Regions from separate parts of the Mus musculus genome. Here regions 2 and 3 are each linked to region 1. Evidence: chromatin contacts called from public promoter capture Hi-C data. All regions are on one chromosome and are shown on one strand. The core of a region is the stretch at or near the end of the contact, and the rest is flanking DNA. Distances in the headings are between cores, read along the strand shown.

What was found. Promoter capture Hi-C pulls out the DNA fragments that hold promoters and counts their contacts.
Region 2: a contact with region 1 is called in a promoter capture Hi-C map of 3T3-L1-derived adipocytes, with 5 times the contacts expected there. The contact joins the enhancer-like site here to the promoter of Gucy2g in region 1. A contact is called at or near these places in 7 of 39 promoter capture datasets (the 3T3-L1 cell line, 3T3-L1-derived adipocytes, embryonic stem cells and 4 more) and 2 of 115 datasets of contacts at active chromatin or transcription factors (embryonic forebrain and pancreatic cancer cells).
Region 3: a promoter capture Hi-C map of hippocampal neurons shows a contact between it and region 1, with 2.7 times the contacts expected there. The contact joins the promoter of Mxi1 here to the promoter of Gucy2g in region 1. A contact is called at or near these places in 2 of 39 promoter capture datasets (hippocampal neurons and pre-B cells) and 1 of 115 datasets of contacts at active chromatin or transcription factors (pancreatic cancer cells).

The regions. Positions count from the first base shown.
Region 1 is chr19:55,239,523-55,242,901 of GRCm38.p6, forward strand. It overlaps Gucy2g (guanylate cyclase 2g), which reads right to left and starts at 1,730. Exons shown (of 21, transcript NM_001081076.3): 1 at 1,331-1,730. The coding sequence starts at 1,714.
Region 2 is chr19:53,849,145-53,852,078 of GRCm38.p6, forward strand. Rbm20 (RNA binding motif protein 20) reads left to right here. Exons shown (of 14, transcript NM_001170847.1): 10 at 958-1,044; 11 at 2,033-2,672. Among named protein-coding and RNA genes, the nearest start is that of Gm41863, 9.7 kb to the right of the region's middle. Within about 2 kb of position 1,552, at least 91 of the 459 cell types and tissues checked have an H3K27ac peak or open chromatin away from gene starts, as enhancers often do. A contact at or near this core is called in 3T3-L1-derived adipocytes, hippocampal neurons and liver, where this site is marked.
Region 3 is chr19:53,308,926-53,311,920 of GRCm38.p6, forward strand. Mxi1 (MAX interactor 1, dimerization protein) reads left to right here and starts at 1,581. Exons shown (of 6, transcript NM_001008542.3): 1 at 1,581-2,048. The coding sequence starts at 1,775. All of the region lies in intron 2 of Gm30541 (a long non-coding RNA gene), which reads right to left.

The DNA.
Region 1 (3,379 bases), core at 480-2,979:
ATCAAATTCGTGTGGGTTTTCAATCTCACCTCAATAAAGATTATAAAACAAAATGTATAAATGAACTTAAGTAAGAGTAACATTCAATGCCTGGAGGAAAATAAAGAGTGTTTTCTAGTCTGTATTTCAGAGGCATTTCCTTGCTTGGCCTCCTACAAAAATGAGACATATTCACATACACATTTAAACAAATTAATGATAAATGACTCCAAACTGAGGAACTACGGACAGGTAAAACTAAAGCAGAGGGCGAGCAGGGCCTCAGCACTCGCAACTGACCTTGAAGGAAGGGCAGGATTTAGCTAACCAGAGAGATGTCAAATGCAGAGAGGCAGACATTTCAACGGCCACCTGAGCTTCACAGCAACAGCCACAGAGAGTTCCACAGCACTGGGGGATTGAGGTCTCTTAGTCACCCTCCCCATCCTCTCTCAGATGGCAGGACACCCGAGGACGTTGACTAAGCTAATTCCATGAACCACAAACTGCACATTTCCCTCATTTGCTGTAGCTTAGACCAATCTGTCATGCCGTAGTCTCTCCAGCTTGCTGTGAGCATCCCTGGATAATTTATTATACACACCAAAGGAAAGCCTCCTTTAACAATTGATAGTTATTTTTAAAAACAAGCCCTGGTGTCAGTCTCAAATTCTCCAAACCAAGTAGCTGACAACATAAGAAGCAATGAGTCAAACAAGAAGGAGGGGAAGGGCACATGAACTAGTCATTCCTAGAAATGGTATTCTTTAAATACCATTAACTCTTGTAGTTACATGGTCTCAAAAAAAGAAAGAAAGAAAGAAAGAGAGAAAGAGAGAGAGAGAGAGAGAGAGAGAGAGAGGGAGGGAGGGAGGGAGGAAGGAGAGGAGAGGAGAGGAGAGGAGAGGAGAGGAGAGGAGAGGAGAGGAGAGGAGAGGAGAGGAGAGGAGAGGAGAGGAGAGGAGAGGAGAGGAGAGGAGAGGAGAGGAAGAGAAGAGAAGAGAAGAGAAGAGAAGAGAAGAGAAGAGAAGAGAAGAGAAGAGAAGAGAAGAGAAGAGAAGAGAAGAGAAGAGAAGAGAAGAGAAGAGAAGAGAAGAGAAGAGAAAAACTAAGACCTAGACAGCAATTGTTAAGATTTTTGCCCAGAGACTAATGAAACTATATAATATATACCCATCTGAAAATGTCCTTATATAATGCAGTGCCATCTACAATGAATATATACAATTATATTTTTAATCAAAAATGTAAAAGTCAATAAGAAGAGATGAATGGAATGTGTGTCTTTATCTGTACTTCACTCCTTTCAGTAGAAATTCAAACATCATTTTTAGAATACTCCGTACTCTACCTCTGCTGCTTCTGGGCATGCTGGTCCAAACAGAGCAGAAATGTGTTCTTTCTGGACCTGGTCGATGAAAACCGCAAGGGACTCCTTGGCACTGCATGTTGAATTGGTGTAAGTGAACTCCCAGCTCACGTTCCCAAGACCCACTGGCTCTGAGTTGAGCTTGTCCACAACAGTCTGGAGTCCTGCCCCCAACCTTTGAACACTAAATGGATGAGAGATGTTCCAGGGGGCATGGAACCCCACGGTGAGCTTAGCAGCTTCGAGACAAGTCACTAGCATAACGACAGACAGCATCAAAACCAGAGATGGATGATCTGCACGGCTTCCTGCCCCAGCATAGAGCCTAGGTTCTAGTGGAGACTCAGAGCGTGTCCTAGAAGCCATGGGTAGTAGCATCTAACGAAGTATCATTATACAACTCTGGTAGGCTCAGCCTCTTGACCATTCGTGCCCAGAACTTATATGAGAGTGAAGAGTCCCCAGAGATCACAGCTTGCTTTCTGTTCAGTGTCACTAATTAACGGAAACCAGCTCTTTCTCAGCAGGCCCTAACACAATACAGAGGCAGCAGAGCTACAGAAAACAGGCAGAAGTGAGAAGTCAAGAAGCCCCTGGATGTTGGCCCAATGGCATTACTGATGACCTTTGTGCTGCTGGACAAGTCACGTGACCCTATGTGAAGCCAGTGAGTTCACTCACATAGTAAGAGACCCTGTGCTAGAATTCTAACTGCTCTTCATGTTAATTGTATGACCCAGGCATGGTTGGTGCACATCTTCTCTAAAGTGGTGCGGGGAAGATTACAAGAAGATGTAAATCTAATTCCCTGCTACAAGGCTGACATAAAAAGCCATTCCATCAAAATTAGTTTGAGGGGCTGGGAAGATAGCTCAGTTGGTAAAGTGCTCACTATGCTCGGGGGAAGACTTTTGCTTCAACCCTCTGAACACACTATAAAAGCTGAGCATGGTGATGCTTGCCTGTAATCCCAACTCAAGATAGGTAGAGACAGGAGGACCTGTGGCTAGCCAGCCAGCCAGTCTAGTTGAATCAGTGGAATACCCTGTCTCAAAAAATAAGTTGAAGAGCAGTTGTGGACAATATCTAATGACCTCCACATGCATGAACACGCATGCACAAACAAACAACACACCAACATTAGATCTAGTAAGAATAGAAGCTATTGTCTACTCAGTCCATTTTATAGAAAACGCTTAGAACAGGCGAACTAATGTTACTGCCAACCAGGCATACCCTCTCTCTCTCACCTGGGTTTAGAGAAACATGGGTCAATAAATATTGACCTTCTTTCTATATAGATCATGGCAAGAAGATTAGGGTAGGGGGATAGCCAGCTCTTTACTGTCTGACATATCAGAGGATGACAAGGCTCTTGGAAGGCCACAGCCATCCCAGATAAGATGGCCTAGACATTTCCCAGGCACATCTATTCTAAATGGTCAACTTCTCACCTTCCATGGCTTTTAGTTGGCTAAAACCTGGTTCCTCCCATTCATCTGATACTTAGATATTTTAGCGTGATCGTCTGCTATGATCCTCAAAGTTTCCTGTTACAAACCACCAGTCTCCTGACAGTTACAAGCACAGATTCCAGGGCCCCAGTCCAGACCTTCTGATGTAGAATGTGCTCATGGAACGTTGCATTGGAGGTCCTCATTTATCTTAGATGTGCTAGGTCTCAGTGACTAAGATTTGAGAAGCCCCAATAGTCTGCACTAAGAGGAAGAAAAGAACGACTGGTCACTGCTTCTCTCCCTTCGGATGTAATCCTTTACAGACGCCTAGCCCAGACCTGACTCAGATGGACAACACAAAATCCACAGAACACAGAGGCTATGTCTCTCCTCCTAGAGTTAATGTGCAAAGTCTTGAACCAAATTAATACCTCCCTCCTTACAAATTCTTCCAATCCCTTGGCATCCTCTGCCTTGGGCAATTCGAATAGTACTGTGGCTTGGTTTCACATGTGCGTAACACCATCCCTCTCAGACGGACTTTGTGTGGGGGCTATGAGACTACATACTCAAC
Region 2 (2,934 bases), core at 302-2,801, 1.4 Mb before region 1:
CCTCTGGAAGTACAGCCAGTGCTCTTAACTGTTGAGTCATCTCTCCAGCTCCAAAGCCTTCTACAAAAGATCTTATTTTAGTCAAAGAAGGCCACGAGGCAAAGTTGTGGACTTTATGTAGGTACTAACATAATTATCTAAAATGTACCTTTGCAGGGCTGAAAGGGGTCAGTGGTGAAGGGTGTGCGCTGCTCTTTCGGAGAACCCTAGTTTGGTTCCCAGATCTCAAGTGCTTATAACTGCGGCTGCGTGAGATCTGAAGCCTTTGGCTTCTATGGGTACCTGTACTCACGCCCGTGTGTGTGTGTGTGTGTGTGTGTGTGTGTGTGTGTGTGTATGTGTGTGCATGTGTGTATGTGTACATGTGTGCCTGTGCACAGTGTCTCTCTGTGTGTACACATGTGTGTGTTAATGGAAATGATGTCTTTAGGAGGAGATGCCCCACAGTGGCCACTCCCCTCCCCGAGCTTTCCCCACTCAAGTCACTTTTGCTTTTTTTTAATGTTCATCCTTTGCTGCAGACACTCAGATCACCAGGGGTCTCTGTCCCCTGAAAAACTACAAGACCTACTTTCAAAAAAAAATTTTTTTTAAGATTTATTTATTTATTATATGTAAGTACACTGTAGCTGTCTTCAGACACTCCAGAAGAGGGCGTCAGATCTTGTTACAGATGGTTGTGAGCCGCCATGTGGTTGCTGGGATTTGAACTCCGGACCTTCGGAAGAGCAGTCGGGTGCTCTTACACACTGAGCCATCTCACCAGCCCCCAAAATGTTTTTTCTGTCAGTGTGAGTGAGCATGTTTCTTTCTGAGCCTCAGTTCCCGAAGCAGTGGCCTCCCCTCCGCTGTGAGGGAGTCGGGGGAGGAGCGTGCGGATCTCTCTACTTCTCTCTGTGTCCCCTCTTCTGCCTCTGCCTACTCTTAGTCTTGTTTGGTCTGTTCTTCCCCTGTAAGGCTGGAGCTGAGGAACAGGAAGGCATGGTGGGCATACAGCAGGAAGGGACAGAGTCCTGTGATCCAGAAAACACAAGGACAAAGAAGGTGAGTTTGCACCCCCATCTTGGTGGTGGTGTCATATATTAGCATCAGAGACTCTGTCACCGGGTCGGTTTTGCCTGACAGCGGCCGTATGGGATGTGTTCGTGTCTTCACAAGCACTTGTACCAATGGCCCCAGTGCTCTCTGGAGAAACAGCTCTGTGGAAGTCTTTCGATGTCTCCTCTGGGGAGATCTTTAGCTGCACGCCCGGGCTCCGCCCCCCTCTCCTGCAACTTGGCTGTGCTGCTAAAAGAAAACATATGCCCAAGAAAGACTCAGACTTCAGAGCCAGGCTCCCAAAATAGGCAGGTCCCTTAGTGGGTCCACGACACAAGCAGTCAACTTGAAGCCCTGACCTCAGCAGGCCCAAGACCCTGAGATTAATGAGACATACTCTGTGTGTTTTAGAAAGATTATTTGTACTTAGTTAAAAATCAAAATCCAGTTACTGTCCTCCTGGGCTGGGCTTCCACGGGCAAACGAAATGTCCTTGGATGATCGCCAGCTTCATGCCTTTCCGGTCAGGGGACACTAATCTTCCGAATCTGTGTGCCAAGCCCTAGGGCTGCTGGGAACACCAAGGGAAAAATACCGGAGGCAGAGTGTGGGCGGAAGTTGCACCTTTGCTGAGAGAGGGAGTCTGGAGGAAGTTTGTGAGTGGATTCTCTCCAGCCACCTTTAGTGACGTCCATTTGTAATGTATCCATTCATTCAGAGATAGTCACAAATAGCTACTATATAGCAAAGTTAAGGATTCTTTGTGTCATTCAAAACGTGGCAAATCAAGCAGCAAGGGCTTGTTGTGAAGCCTGTGCCACTTGGGGGGCGACTGAATAAGTGAGGCTTGAGGGGCTCACATCCCCTAAGAACCCAAGGAGCAGGAGAAGCGCTCAAGGTCTTTCCGACATGAAGGCTCCTATAGCCAATGCGTATGGCTGACGTTTGAGTATTCTAAGCCACCATATGACACCTGTTCTACATCCTCATACAGGGACAAGACTGTGACAGTGGGAGTGAACCCGAGGGGGACAACTGGTACCCCACCAACATGGAGGAGTTGGTCACAGTGGACGAAGTAGGCGAGGAAGATTTCATCATGGAACCAGACTTACCAGAGCTGGAAGAAATTGTGCCTATTGACCAGAAAGACAAAACCCTCCCTAAAATATGTACCTGTGTAACGGCCACCTTAGGTTTGGACTTGGCCAAAGATTTCACCAAGCAGGGAGAGACCCTAGGGAACGGAGACGCAGAACTCAGCCTGAAGCTGCCCGGACAAGTGCCGTCTACTTCCGCAAGCTGTCCCAATGACACGGACCTGGAGATGCCTGGCCTAAATCTGGATGCTGAGCGGAAGCCAGCTGAAAGCGAGACAGGCCTCTCACTGGAGGTCTCAAATTGCTACGAGAAGGAGGCAAGAGGAGAGGAGGACTCAGATGTGAGTCTGGCCCCTGCAGTGCAGCAAATGTCCTCCCCCCAGCCAGCAGATGAGCGGGCCCGGCAGTCCAGCCCTTTTCTCGATGACTGCAAGGCCAGGGGGTCCCCAGAAGATGGGTCTCATGAAGCCAGCCCCCTGGAAGGAAAAGCCAGCCCACCTACTGAAAGCGACCTCCAAAGCCAGGCTTGCCGAGGTGTGTTGGCTGAGGGTGGCTACCTTCCTCTCCCTCATGGGTGGTAGGGTGGACTGGACCACCGCGTCCCTCAGGACATGTGGGTATGTGCAGGCTGGAACAGATAGATGGGAGTTACTTAAGGCCAAGACAGAAAGTTAAGTACTAATAGAAGCAAGCCTCCGAAGGCCTGGCTAGAATGTTAAAGCAAATAGTGTAGAAGAAATCCAGCAGGCGCCCCCTGTGTTCCGGGAATAACCTCGACTTGATTTCTCTGCACTGT
Region 3 (2,995 bases), core at 331-2,830, 1.9 Mb before region 1:
GTGCATGTGTTCCTGGGATGAACTCAGGGCTTTGTGCACGCTGGGCAGGTAAGCTGCCCTACCACTCTGTTATATTCACAGCCTAGTTTTATAATATTTTTGAAAGCACACAAAGGCCTTCTTGCAGGTCTATGTGTGTGTGGGGGGGGGAGTGGGGGGTATACACATGAGCTGTAAATGTTAAAGAGCATTTTGCAAAGAAAATATTCTTTGTTAACAAAGTTTCCATTTTCAGTCTTTGTGACAAAAGTATAGGGAAGTGTCTCTGGGCTGGTGAGGACAGGGGGCAGCACAAGTCCAGGTCCCCTTACGAGGTCAGTCTGGGTAGATTCCTTTTAGAACTGTTTTCCAGTGAAGTGCAGAAAAGTCTTGTTTACCTCATTCATTCTGACTTAGATTCAAGTTACAGCAGCAAAGGGGACCTAGGTTCCAACTGAGAAAGTTCTCACAGAGGGGCTGCCATTGTAGCCCAGTGTGAGAACACTTGCCCAGCAGGCACAAAGCTTTGATCTTCAGGAACAAAACAAAACAAAAATTCTTAGTATGTGCCCAAGATGTTCTAGGTGTAGTTTTGACTTAGTTCACGAAAGCATCTTCTCAGAGGTTTCAGGGATGTGCAAATTTTGACCAGGAAGGGTTAGAGGATTTGATTTGTTCAGTCTGCTTGAGTAGGCCGAGAACTCCAAGCCTTCTTTACCAGGCTATCCAGGTGTCTCCCACACTCTGGTCAGGCAGGCCTGGTGGCTCCCAGTGGCAGCAGTGAAACTGTTGGAGGGAGTAGGGGATAAAGACTCCAGGTGTGGGAGTGGGGAGTGAGGGAAGGAGGGAAGAAGAGGTTCCTAGGTTGCCACTTCTATCTAGGGGGCACTCTGTCAAGTGAAAGGGCAGGCAGTTGTAGTGACGCCCTGCTGTGAGCTTTGCACAGCTGGACTGAGTGAGTGTGGAGAGATGCTCACATCTCCTCCCGCTTCCTGGAAAATAACTTTGCATTTGAAGGGTTGCAAAGGAGTCGGTAAATCTGAACCCGGACAGGGTAGCCTGGAGACTTCCTCTGCTTGTGTGAAGGTACACACAGGTGTGTGTGTGTGTGTGTGTGTGTGTGTGTTCGAGCGTGTGAGGGGTCATGTGTAAAATGTTTGTGTTGGGAGGAGTTTCTAGTTACATGTGATGTTTCTATTCTTCCCGTCAGAATTGGGCTTTTATTGTTTGATTTTGAAATAAGGTCTTTTTTATTTTTTTAAAAAATGCCTAGCAGCTATCATTTATTGGGGACCTCCTATGTGCCAGGCATTGTGCTGAATTTATTTTTCTGTAAAGAAAAATTGTTTTTATCCAGGTCCACCTAGAGACATCCGAGGGTTTTTTTTTTTTTTTTTCCCATTCTTATTAAAGCACAGTGCTGTCTACGCAGCTAGGATTTGCGGAGAGGCGGGGAAGGGTGCTGGATAGGCAGGGGGCGGGCCCTGCCTCCCTAGCCGCCACCATTTATTTTGACCGGTCAGATGGCATCGGGCTCGCACTAGGACCCAGGCGCCACAGCGCCTCCGTCCGTCCTGTAGGTTCATTCAATCTCCCATACACACAGACCCACACAGCGAGAGCGACACACACTCACACTCACAACCGCACGCAGCGAGGCTCGGGAAGTCAGTCAGGCCGGCTCCTTGCCCCGGTGCCTCGGTGACTCCAGCAGGCCGGGTCTCCCAGAGGCCCTGCAGCTCGGCCGGCCGCGCAGCCCCGGACAAGGAGCAGCTCCGCGGACCCCCGTGCCTCCATGGGCAAACGCGGGCGGCCGCGCAAGGAGGCGCGCTGCGAGGGCGCGGGGCTGGTCCCCGTCGCGCCCCCGGCCATGCCCCCGGCCGCGGCCGCGCCCCAGCCCCCGGCGCAGCCGGAGGAGCCGGCGGGGGCCAAGCCCCGGTGCCCCTTCTCGGACATTTTCAACACCAGCGAGAACTCGATGGAGAAGCACATCAACACTTTTCTGCAGAACGTGCAGATTCTGCTCGAGGCAGCCAGCTACCTGGAGCAGATCGAGAAAGAAAACAAAAGTAAGTTTGGGGGCCCCGACTGCTCGCCTGCGTCCAGCTCTTTCTTTCTCACCCCCTTGTGCGACCCCTGTCGCTTACTCGGTTCGCCGCCGCCCCCCCGCAACAAACACACACACACACACACACACACACACACACACACACACACACACGTACCCTCGGCAGTAAAGCCGATGACACCGGAGAAAGGACACGCACGCACGCACAAAGCTGCTAAAGATGTAACAAAGACAGCGAAGGGGAGAGGGAGCCTGTCGGTGCCTTGGTCTGTCGGTCTCCAGCAGGCCCGGAGGACGGCCTGGCCGAGGAGTGGGGGAGTGTTGTTGTTTGCTGACAACTGGGCTGAGAGGCTGCGAGCTCGTCTCTCCGAGGTCGCCTTTCTTCCCTTTTTTTTTTTTTTTTCCTCCTTTTTCTTTCCGGAGCCTACTCCGGCAGACAAGTGTTTTGGTTTGGCTTATGGTTTTGGTTTTTTTTTTTTTGTTTTGTTTTGTTTTTATTTTTTTGTTTTGTTTTGTTTCTGTTTTTGTCGCTCGTTCCAGGGTTGGGTGGGGATGAGAAGCTGAAAGTTGGAAACCGTTTGCAGAGCTCAGGGCTTCCAGAAAGAAAACACAGACACACATTACAACAATAACAACCGCCACCACCGAACAGCTCTCCGCGCCGTGGACTCCGGCTCTTCTTCCTGCCTACTTCGTTTCTCCTTCCTTCCACAGCAGGACTAGGCTCAGGCCATCGTGTCCACAGACACAGTTCCCCTGTGCCTCCTTGCCTCTGGGATGCCACGGCCTCTGGTCCCCTCAAAGAAACAGGCCAGAGGAACCAGGCAGCGCCGGCAGCCCTCCCTGGACCTGCGGTCCTGCGCGCGCTGGGGTAGGGAGGGGGGGACTTGGCGAGGGGGACGTGGCTAAAAGCAAACTTTAGGATTCCGCAGAAACAATAGTTGGGGG